Regions from separate parts of the Gossypium arboreum genome. Here region 1 is linked to region 2. The links are chromatin contacts, called in public Hi-C maps. All regions are on one chromosome and are shown on one strand. Each heading gives the region's core, a stretch centred on a gene start, on an enhancer-like site or on the middle of the called end of the contact. The rest is flanking DNA. Distances are from core to core; before and after follow the strand shown. Region 1 holds the start of LOC108464966. Region 2 has its middle 7.2 kb from the start of LOC108464961.

Region 1 (6,178 bases), core at 1,342-3,841, 270 kb after region 2:
CACAAGTTTTGCATTTTATTCAATTTGGTCCCTAAAGTTCAATTGGACATTTTATGCATAGAATTTCTTCATGAAATTTTCACACAAGCATGCATACATATCATGGACCTCATAATAATCATAAAATAATTATTTCTATATCGGATTTGTGGTATCGAAACCACTGTTCTGACTAGCCCCTAATTCGGGATGTTACATAAATTATTGAATAGATTAGAATTGTATTCGTAGTTGCTTTGGCAACGAATGTGACATTCCATAGCTTATACATGACAGTCAGGTCAAATATAGAGTGTTACAATATTTTTCTCATATCAAATTGAACCATAATTGTAACTTTGGATTTGAATTTAAAATAATAAATCGATAAATTTACAATCAAACCATAATTTTGTTTTCTATCATCCAATTTCATCTTTTTGTAATAGATTAGTTCGACTTTAGATTTAATTCATTAAAATTTATGATTTTATTTTTAATATATTTTTAAATATTTTTGAAACTTTTTATAATTTCAAGATGAATCTAAACAAATTGGTATTCGATTCGAATGAACCTGGACAAATAGCTATCTAAGTTTATTCTAAACTTAAAATTTTAAAATATATTTTTATTTTTTTTAAATTGTTTTGTTTTGTTGATATGGCACTGTGTGATGTGACAATCGTTAACGGTCATGTCGACGATTCCATTAGAATTTAATGGTCAACACCAGTCAAAAGGTTGATTTAATTAATTTTATAAGTTTGAGGACTCAATTGATTGCAAAAAGTTGAGAAAAATTTAATAAAATTTCTTTTGAAATTCTTCAAAATCATTTTATACTATTAAGCCTAAAAAATATTAGTTGAATGCTAGGAGAGAAAAAACATAATTGTAATTTATTTTTTAAGGATGAAAATATAAAAATAGAGGAGCGAAAAATTATAATAAAAAATCCATGAAAAAGCATCTCAAATGGTGTAATAGGTATCATTTGGTTGATTTTCACAACCAAACAATGGTCGGTGTTAATTAGTGTTTAAATATTTTGAAATCAAAATTCATATTAATTTTTTAACGGTATTGTTTTTTTTATTTTTACTAATTAAAATAATCCGTTTACCTTTTTTATAAAAAATTTTAAATAATAGTTTGTAAATGAAGTGAAGTTATAATATTTTTAATTATTATTTTAATATCAAAATATAGATACAATTTTATCTATTTGAATTTATTTATTTATAATATGTCAAATTTTGTTTCCAACATATTACTAATTAAAAATAATTAAATAAAACATGCGATTAACTTGTTTATTGCACGAGAAAAAACTAATTATAAGATAGATTACAATGTTAATACTCCTATCAAATAAGTTAATATTTCATTATAACAAGTGTGTGGGTTGAAGTCCCACCTTGCATAAATCATGTATGTGCTTTATCCAAAGTTATTTTGGTTTAGGGTACGTTATGTCTAAGTTGTGCAATGTAATGTGTATTTAGCAAATTTTTTAGAATAATAGTTAAAGTTCTTATTTAACACCTAAATCTTGTGGTCCACCTTCCCATTAACACCAATTCATTTGTGATTCTAATTCTATTAAATATGTTGTACTATAATTTATTGCATTGAATGAAAAATCTATTTAGTTTTTAGTTAATTATACCAAACATCTTTAATTTATGGCTCTCATTCTAAATTAGTTTTCAAACCTTAAAATATTTTAATTACATCTTCAAACTATTAATACTATATCAATAATATCCTTCCATTATTAAAATTATTTTTAGATCTTATGCAACATAATTCAAAATAAAAATTTTAAAGAAAAATGAATATTGTAAACATGGACATTGTGAATTTCTTGGTTTAAAGGTTTTGAAGTTTTTGCAAAAATTATTGTTCACTCTTTCTTTTTTTTTGTTTTATTTTATTTTTAGTTTTATTTTTAAAATTTATGCTGTAATATTTTACTTTTCTTTAAAAGTTTTATTTTAAATTCTACCCCAAAAATTTTAACGTATCATTTAATAGTTAAATTAACAGTTTTAGTAAGGAATGACCTAATTAGAACATTTTGAAGTTTGAAAAGCAATTTAGAATAAGGGTATAGTTTGAAAATGATTGGTGCAATTAATTCTTAGTTTTTTTAATTTAAAAAGACATAATAATATATTTAAACCATAATGTTTATATTTTTTAATTAATTTGATCATTAACCTTTCAAAAAGAGTCAAATAGCTTTCTTTTAACGAAAATAATGACTAAAACATTAATTATTTTGTATGACACATCAACAAATAATTTAATATTTATAAAAATCCAAAAATAAAAAATTATAAAAAGTTCATAAAAATAAAAAATTAGTATGAATTATAAATGGATTGTCATGCGAACTACCATGTTTAAAATTTTAAAATTTTAAAATTATTTTTATTAAAAATAATAAATTAACTTTTTAAAAATTGAGAATCAAATTTGATATTTTTTAAAAATTAATAGTCAAATTTAACTAAAAAGAGATTTTATGATTATGCCTTTAGAAAAAATAAAAGAATAGTTTTAGTAGCTAGTTAAACATTTTTTATGGATGATATAAATTTAGAATGTGCTAAATTAAAGTATGAAAAAAGTGAAAAGAAAAATAAAAACAATGAGTTCACCCCTGGCTTAGAAAAAACCTAATAAATCAAAATTGTCATAAGGGCCCCCGGAAGGCCGAAATTCTCGATCCCTAGCGAAAACCAAACCCTAGAAAAAGTCTCCTTTGGCCTTGCCTTGCCTCTTTCACAGAAAAAGAAGTGTTGGAGGTTAAATATTGATTCCCCTTTCACTTTGCAAGAGAAAGGAGAAGACAACACCTGAAAAGGAAAAAAAAAAAAAAAACACACCACAATGGACGCTATGAGGAAACAGCTCGATGTGCTGATGGGTGCCAATCGAAATGGCGACGTACGTGAAGTGAATCGCAAGTACTACGATCGCGATGTTTGCCGTCTCTTTTTGTCCGGTCTTTGCCCTCACGAGCTCTTCCAATTAACGGTACTTCTATCAATATTTAGATATCGCTTTTTTTTATTTCTTTTCGCTTTTTTATTTACTTGTTATCATGATTCTCTTTGTCTTGTCCAGCCCTAATCTCTGCTTTCATTATATGATTTTTTTATTAAATTACAGCTTAGGGAGAGATCTATTTGATTTGTGTAGTGATAGAGGAAGGTAGACGATGAATTTGAACTCTCAAAAAAAAAAGAAAAACCTGAAGAGCTTGGGAAGTCTTTTGGTTTCTGTGAACATACGTTACAAGGAAAAAAGGGGAATCATGGTTCTACAAGTTCCATTAGGCCATTTTCACTAAGTTTTTCTTATGAAAGGAAATTGTATTTGTTCACGGAAGCAATTATGCTTCTGAAAAATGAAATTTCTAGCTTCGAGTTTTTTTGAATAGGAAAAATGCATGATTTTACTTTTATATTGAATGATTGTGTTGAGTTCTCTCATTTTTGCTTGTTATAAACTGAATGTGAATATTCTTTTTTTTATTTTTTTTGCTTTTAATAACTTTTGAGGAAGTGAATAAAAACTAGATTGCCAAAGTAATTACCGAAAGGAGCATTACTACTGGTAGCTAGGGAATAGATCTGAGTAATACAGGAAATCTAAAGAAAACGAGAAAAACAGTGATGATAGGTGGTATTTGTTGTTATTAGAAAAAGAAAGGGAAAACTTAATGCAAATTCTCTGTTCCTAAGTTTTATTTTACTTAAGATGTCTAGGAAGAATAAAGGATTTTGACTATACTATTTTAATTTGTCATTGGTTGGTGACATGGAAAACAAACACTCAAGATAAGCATATTATGGTATTTGCAATTTTTTTCTTTTTCTAATTTTTTTCTTTTTTTCTCATGGTATCTATTGATACAATACTTCTGTTTGAGGGGAGGATTTTGGTTAAATCATTTACTGCTAAAGATGCTGTATGTGTTTAGTTACATGGTAGATCAATGATGGACCATCTTTATTAAGGTTTTGAGTTTGATTGTTGAATGCTAGGTTTTAGAAATACACCAGATAGTGGTTTCTGATCCTTTTTCTTTTTCCTGTCTGAAGTTCTTATGCGTTTTTACATTACTGATGACTTTCTGTTCCTCATCTTGGTTCAGAAAATGGATATGGGACCATGCCCAAAGGTCCACTCTTTACAGCTGAGGAAAGAGTATCCTTGCTAAGTCTTATTGCTAGCAACTATTGTTGCATTGTGACTTCAACATTGTTGTTAATGTTTGACTTGTACTCCTCTTGCGACCTGGGGTATGTCAATAGGTACTATGTAGTGGTCAATTTGAAAATCAGGTGTCAGCTAGGTTTCTCAGCCTTCGGTGCAAGGCTTGGATGTGGTTATGTTTAATTTTTTTGTGAGTTTTGCCATATATTTACAGGATCACATAATTCTAGCTGTCTCTAGCTTGACGTTTGAAGTATTTGAAAATGTTCTCAATATGTGCATGCTAGAAGAAAAGACGAGTCAGAGAGACATGCTTACAGACTATTGGCTAATGGTGTATCATTATTCTATCTAGAAGTAAGGTGTAGGGGTGTATATTTGGTTGCTTAACCCTTCCTAGATATGAAGAAGCCAAGTCAAAAGGTGTTGATAATTATGACAGAGAATTAGAAGATGCCATTGATAGACTCATTGTCGAGTGTGATAGGAAAATTGGCAGAGCTCTACGGCGTCTTGAAGATGAGGATGCCAAAGCTGCTATTGCAATATCAGTTTCTGAGGTTACACAGGTAAGGCCAGCTAAGTTGATTCACTTCCATTAGTTTTATCTGAAGACATTTGTTTTTTCTTTTTCTTATTTGGATTTTGCAAATTTTGAAATTGCAGACACCTGAAATTCTTGAGCTGTCGAAGCAGATAAAGGAGAAACTGAAAGAAGCTGATCAACATGGTAATGAATTTTGAGCCGGCATGCGAATTATTCCTTTATGTTTTAGCTTTAAGGTGCTAGTAACTCATAGATGGGATGCTATCTAAAACCGCAAACCTAACCAGGGATGATTTAGATGGATACTTTAGGGTTAAATATTTATGGATGAATTTGGTGAAAGATGTGGCATTTTTTAGTCTCTATATAGGGCCAATTCTGTATTGCTTTTCAAAAACACTTCTGGCTCCAAAAGCACTTCTTGAAGAAAAGCTGTGCAGAACAAGCTGCTTTTGGCTGAAATTTTTAGCTTTTCCTCCCCAAAAGCATTTTTAGTGCTTAATTACTTTTTCACCCCTCCAATAACATGGTACTTTCCTTTTTTTTCTTAGTACTTAATTATAAATGTGTTAAAATCATTAATTAAAAATAAAAAAAATATTTTTAAAATACTAATTACAAATATTTAATAATTATATTTAAATATTTAAAATATAGTTTATATATTCTAATTAAATTTTACAAATAATGAATATTTATTACTTAAAAATATTTAAAATTTATATTTTATATATTAAAATATTAACAAGAAGTTATAATAATATTTTATATTCTTACTAAAATATAATAATATTAACTAATTTAAATATTATTTAAATGCGTATTTGTTATTTGATAATAACATGTTTAAAATGGACATTTTATTTTTCAAAAGTACTTTTTGACAGCAATGCTAAACACTCAAATTTTAAACCAAATTTTTCAAAAGTACTTCTCAAAAGTACTTTTTTCACAGCACTTTCCAAAAGCACTTTTCAAAAGCATTGCCAAACTAGCCCATAGTCTACATATTTGGTAAATCATCTAGATCACTCTTTTTAAATTGTAGATTTATTGATTGTAATAGATAAGAAAGTCCTCTTTTGGTAAAGAGAACAAACATATTGAACCTCAAGTGTTTCTAATGTCCTTCTGTACTAATAAAATGTTGGAGTAAAATACATTGAAAGTTTTTGTTTTTGCTATTTCTATAAAGGAGTGTGGACTATCCACACTTTATCTGTAATTATGATTGTAATGGAACCCTTTATAAAATCCCCACTTATACATGATTGCTTGCAAGTCTTTTAGGAAATTTCATACATGTTTACTTTTATCATATAGATCTTGAAGGCAAGACAGATCTTAAGATTCGAGCACTGGAAGAAGTAGAAGAGCTTAGAACTACAAGAGCAGACAAGCAGGTATACCATAGCTTTT
Region 2 (6,214 bases), core at 2,073-4,572:
TATATCTATGTCTTGTTTTTATTTCGATTTCATCACATGTTTTTCCTTGTAGAACAGACATATCCCACTAACTTGGAAAAAGAAAAAAAACTCAAAATATTTGCAAACTAAATCAACAATTAGACTATGTAAAACAGTCGGTCAAGCATCAATTTAATTAATGAAAATTATGGGAAAATTTCAGAAAAAAAAAGTTTATGATTTATAAATATATCTATCCGGTTTTTACTATTTTATAATTAAATTAAAAATTAACTTTTAAAAACTATGTATGTTATTTTGGTGATATGATCATTTGTAGCCAAGCTCATTCTATCAAATAAATATTTTATTGTTTGAACTTTAAAGACAAAATTATTGGAAAAGATAGCTTTAACCTCGAAAGATATTTACAAACCATAAAATGAGATACGAAGAATATCTTGATCCCCTCCCAAAAAAAATGAATACTAATAGTTCTTGCTCATGTATTATCGATAATGAATAGTGTAATCAAAGTTAAACATTTTAATTATCCGAAACAAAGATTTTAATTAAGAGATTCATAAATGATGATAGAAATGTTATAGTTATTCATATTGTATTTTTCGTTATTAATAGTAACAAAGATTATTTATAAACTTAAATTAATCGAAATTCAATCTAATTTTTAATTATTCAAACAATAAATTTAAAATAATTTATTTTCCGAACATATAATTTTAAATTCAGTAGAAATCATATACAATTTTAAAAATCTAAATTGAAAGGCAATGAGTAAAATTGGAGCATCGGAAGACCAAAACATAAACATTTAAGAAACGTAATGTTGTTTTCAATTTTTTATATTTAGAGAAAACCATAGTCTATAATCATAAACAGAAGTTTGTATAATGTCAAAGATAGCAAAACAATGTCATAAATATGAATTCAATGGCGGCAGTTGGAGAAAATTGAAAGTAAAAGAATAAGTACTCAAATATTTGTTTTAGTTAAAGAGACCTTGAAGACTACTCCATTCAACTCCTTTGAAATTTCAACCGCAGGGTTAGGTTAGGTGAGAAAATTGTAGGAAATGGGTCTTAAATGCACGAAGAAATTATTTTATAACGGGTAAACTACAAAATTAGTTTTTTTTTTCCTCAGATTGCATTTTAGTCACTTATGTTTGAAATGTTACATTTTGGTCACTTACATTATCGTTTTGTTAAGAATTAGTCACTCACTGTTAAGCTCTATTACCTCCTTAACGGCAGTCCTACATAGCAGTCCAAATGGGTTTTAAATGTCAATTTAGATGTCTAATTGCTGGGATGAAAATAGGTTTTTATTAAATAAATTTAATTTGGATTGCCATGTAGGACATCCAAGTTGGCATTTAAAACCCATTTGGACTACCACGTAGGATCAGCGTTAGGAAGGTAAATGAGCTTAAAGGCAGAGTGACTACTTCATAACAAAACAATTGTAAGTGACTAAAATGTAATATTTCAAACATAAGTGACTAAAATATAATCCGAGACAAATAAAAGTGACTAATTTTATTGTTTACCCTTCTATAAATGGTTTATATAACTTTTACCTTCTAAACTTAGCAATTATATCTACTTTAGTATGTATATGTGTATATATATATATATATTTGTTATTTTTGGTACTTGAATTTGACAGTAAAAATCATTTTAAATGATAATATGATACAATCTCGAGTATCACATCATTAAACTAAGTTTAGAGATCAAAATAGAAAAAAATAAATGGATAAATTGCTATATTATTAACTTTTTAAAAAAAATGTGTAAAATTTATTTTATAAAAGTGATAGTAATATACTTTGGGTTCAAAATGAATGAGCTATTAATCAATCAACCTAGCAGACAGAATTATGTTCATTAGCTGGTTGTAATACCACAAACTCTTGAATAAAATAGAAGATTTATGTATCAAACAAAAGGGATGTATACCTATAAAAATAACATTATTGTATAGTTGCTCTCTGAAAAGAAAAAACACATTATTGTGTAGTTGTGTGTATTCAACTGTACTAAAAATGACAATCAAGAAATAAAATTATAAAAAAGAAAAACCGAAAATAAAAGTGAAATTGATTCCACGGTTTGCATGCTTCCTTTGTTTCTCGTATGGATAACATAACATTAAAAAAAAAAACATTTTAAATTTTCAGATACGATTTTTAAAATGTTATATCATGAAATACATGTAATAACGGTTATATTTTATAAGAAATCAAATTTTGTTTTCAATCTTAAGACATAAATTTAGTTATTATACTTTTATTAACTAAATTTTAGTGTTTATAATTTTGAATTTTAAAATTTTAATTTTATCCAAATAGTAATATGCTAATTTATATTCTTTATTTTTAAAGTCTTATACAAAATTATATTATTACATGTTTAATTTTATTCCAGCTAGCTATTGGCACATAATACTTAAAAAAAAATTAAAGTTATACTAATTAACAAATTTAATAGTTATAATTTTATTTTAAGATTGAAATTTTAAATATTAAAAATATAAATATTAAAATGATCAAATTAGAAAATAAGAGTAACTAAATGCATAACTAATCAACAATACGAAACCAATAACAAAATTTGACTTTACAAATTTAATTGGTACTATCGTTTAAGTGAAGTTTGAAATTTCAAAATTTGAAACTAAATTAAAGTAGAAAAAACTAAATTTTGCAATTTATACACAATACATGTAATAATAATAAGATTAGACCAAACAGAGTTGAATTATTCTGTAGAGGAAGGGGCCATAAAATTATTACAAGTAGGAGATAAGCAAGATTGTGACATTGTACTGAATCTGATTCAGCTTCTGCCACTTTTGACATAAGGGGTATTTTTTTTTTTTTTTGATGTTTCCAGTCCTCCTAAATTGTCCAAATCATGTCGGTCACTCATTTACTAATTAATTTAATTGTCGGCGATCATGTATTTAGCTTACGGACACAGTGTATCATCTCTTGCCTTATGTCGGTATTTGCTAATTGCAGGTGTCCACTCCACTAAACCCACTAATTTTCTTTTTAGTCCCTTGACAACATCATCAGTTTAAGCAAGATTTTGAATCCAAATATGCACATGGAATAGCTAAAAGTGGATGGCCGGAAGGGTAAGAGTAACAATATGAAAGGTTTTTAACTATACCATCACATAAGATGGTTGAAATTTTGATGTTATTTAAGTTATTCCGATTGGAATTAATTAATGAAAGTTATGATATAAAATAATTTGGAATTATTGGTAATTTAATATTGATTAAGTGAGGTATGTAAAGTGTACCTACGCATGGTAACGTGTGTGTGCGTACCTGGTTTTGAAGATTTTGGAATCCACAATGAATAAAGTAACTTGTGGAAGTGGAAAATGTTGGTTGAGCTGTGTGCATATAAAGTCAAAAATTACATGAGAAAACCCAATAAATGTTTGTAATAAATTGAATTTAATTTCTGGTATGTTGATCTGCATTTTTTTCTAAGAGCATAATCCCATAGTTGAAAACTAAGGACGTTGATTTTCTTTCAAAGCAATTATAATAATTAAAAATATTATCGAAAATTATGTAATTAGAATATATATAAGTTTACATATAAAATATAATAAATAATAATACGTCTCATTTGAAAATAATAATAATAAGTATGAAATTAGAATAAAAAAGTTTAAATTGTGAGTAAAAAGAAATTAAATAGGTAAATACATTAGATTAAAAATAATAAATGTACTTGATTATTTATCATGGTATTGTCATTTTTCTATAGCACATTAAAAGGTTATCATGTTAGTGAAAAGAAAGTTCTATATTAAAAAACTAACTATTGATTTTGTAACGACCCGATAGCCACAGGTGTTGGCAAGTGTATTTTTGAGACTTTGTTACCTTAAATTAAACTCGTAAATATTTATTAAAAATATTTACGAAGCTAGTTGTGTGGCTAATTAAGTTTTGGCTAGGTGAATTTGCATGAATTAAGAGTAATTAAGTAATTAGGTATAATGACTAAATTGCATAAAGGGTGAAAGTTGAATTATAGATTTAAAAAATTAAAGAGACCAAAGAAGGAATTATGCCATGGCTTATAAATGATATAGATATTTATAAATTTATTATATATTATAATATAAAACTTTAATATTTAAGTATGTATAATATATTACATAATAATAAAACAAATAAATAAAAGAAAAAGAAATAGAAAAAGAAACAAAGCAAAACGAAACAGGAAAGAAAGAAAGAAAAAAGAAAGAAAAGAGAAAGAAGAAAGAAATCCACGGGGTTAGGGGTTTCAATTGTTTAAAGTTCAATTGGTTAGTCAATTTAGTCTCTTTTCTTGTAATTTTATGATTTTAAAATTTCAATGTTAAATCTTACTCAATCTATGTCAAAATTTTAAAAATTATTAAGTTTTTAAGTGTTGTTAATGTTGAATAATTTTAGTATTGGGAATTAAATTGATAGATTTTTAAGTTAGAAATGAAAAAGGATTAAATTGTAGAATAAATTGTAAATTTTGAGTAATAGGGACTAAATTGTGAAAATTTTAAAATTTAGGAATTTAAGTGAAAATAGGGAGTTAAATTTAGTTTAAAGTGAAATTTGTATGAAAATATAAGATTAATTGTGAAAAATAAAATTAATATCGATTTAGGGATTAAATTGGAATTTAGGCAAATATTGAGTAAAATTGAAATTTTCAATATGAAATTAAATTGTGTTGTACTGATAAATTTTAATTGTTTTAATTCCATAGCTAACGTCGTACCGGAATCTTCGACTAAAAAGGAGAAAGATAAAGTCAACATCAAACAGCTCGGATGTATTTCTATAATCTGAATCTAGTTCTTAATTGTTAAATTTTAATTTAGTGCTTATGGTAAGTAGTTGAGGTGAGTATTTGAGATTTTGATATTGAATTGATTTTAAATTGATGGGAATTGATTGAATTGATATATATGTATATATATATTTTATGAATATCTTGATTATTTGAATTGAATTGAATTGAATTCATATGTATATGTGATTATATGAAAAATTGATACTGAATATTGGTTGTTTTTGAAATGGGAAATTAAACTCTATTAATTGTATCGGGCTAAGTCGGATATAGATGGCATGCCATAGGATTAGAAGAGTTCAGGGATTTCTACGACTTCGAGTCGATGAGGCACTAGGTGCCAATTTACTTATATTTAACTGATGAGACATTGGGTGTAACGGCCTAATTTTCAGTGGTGTCGGAAATGGTGATTTGAGATCACTAAATTCGACAAATAAGATTGAACAAGATAGTAATTTAATATTTATGAGTCAAGTAAGAATTTAGAAGAATTTGTGAAATGGTGAAATTAGTGAATTAAAAGAATTTATTAGGTCAAATGGGTCAAAAATGAGGTATCGAGACCTCAAAGTTGAAAATCGAGCTATAAATATTTTTATAAATATTTATGGAGTGTCATTGAGTTAGTATTAAAGTTTAGTTAGAAAATTTTAACGTTTGGATGGCTAATTAATTGAAAAGGATTAAATTGAAAATAGCACAAAATTTGTTAAATTGTGAGTAAATAGCTTAAGTATTTAAAAGATGGATTTAAAGAGCAATTAGACCCAAAGGTTAATGGCTGGACGGTTTGGGTATGAAATAAGCAAGAAAACAATGTGAACAAGGGCAAAATTGGAAATAGATAAAAGTTAATAGTTAAATAATGATGTAATTGAAAAATCTAGACATTTTCTTCATAATTTCTCAGCCAAAACGCCATAGAAGGTCTGGAGAAAGCTGGTTTTCATATTTTTACATCATGTGAGTCTAATTCTTGCTTTTTCTTGATAATTTTATGTTTTTATGACTTTTACAATTAGGTCCACTTGTAGAATTCATTAGTTTTTGATTTTATGGGTGAAATTGGAAGTTACCCTGGATGGATAAGGGAATTTTATGATGAATTATTATGAAATTTAAGTTCTAATTTCATATTAAGGTGGTTTTATTAAGTGATTTTGATAGGAAATGATATTTAGGACCTAATTGTGAAAAAGTTGTGAATTGAAGGTTGCTGTTGAAATTCAGAATATAAAAGGTTTTGAAATAGTTTATAATGATAAAATAAAGTGTTAATTGAGAAAAATTAGTTCAATTGATGGGTGAATTGAGTAGGGACTAAATTGTGAAAACTGTAAATTTTGGGGTAAAAGTGCA

What was found. Hi-C and Micro-C count contacts between places; a contact is called where the count stands out from the background.
Region 1: a Hi-C map of leaf shows a contact between it and region 2, with 4 times the contacts expected there. The contact joins the promoter of LOC108464966 here to the enhancer-like site in region 2. A contact is called at or near these places in 2 of 5 Hi-C or Micro-C datasets (both in leaf).

Annotation. Positions count from the first base shown.
Region 1 is chr1:37,129,633-37,135,810 of ASM2569848v2, forward strand. LOC108464966 reads left to right here and starts at 2,592. Exons shown (of 13, transcript XM_017765248.2): 1 at 2,592-3,027; 2 at 4,151-4,203; 3 at 4,613-4,781; 4 at 4,879-4,942; 5 at 6,083-6,162. The coding sequence starts at 2,881.
Region 2 is chr1:36,862,124-36,868,337 of ASM2569848v2, forward strand. No RefSeq gene overlaps it. Among protein-coding and RNA genes, the nearest start is that of LOC108464961, 7.2 kb to the right of the region's middle. Within about 2 kb of position 3,323, at least 2 of the 2 cell types and tissues checked have an H3K27ac peak or open chromatin away from gene starts, as enhancers often do. A contact at or near this core is called in leaf, where this site is marked.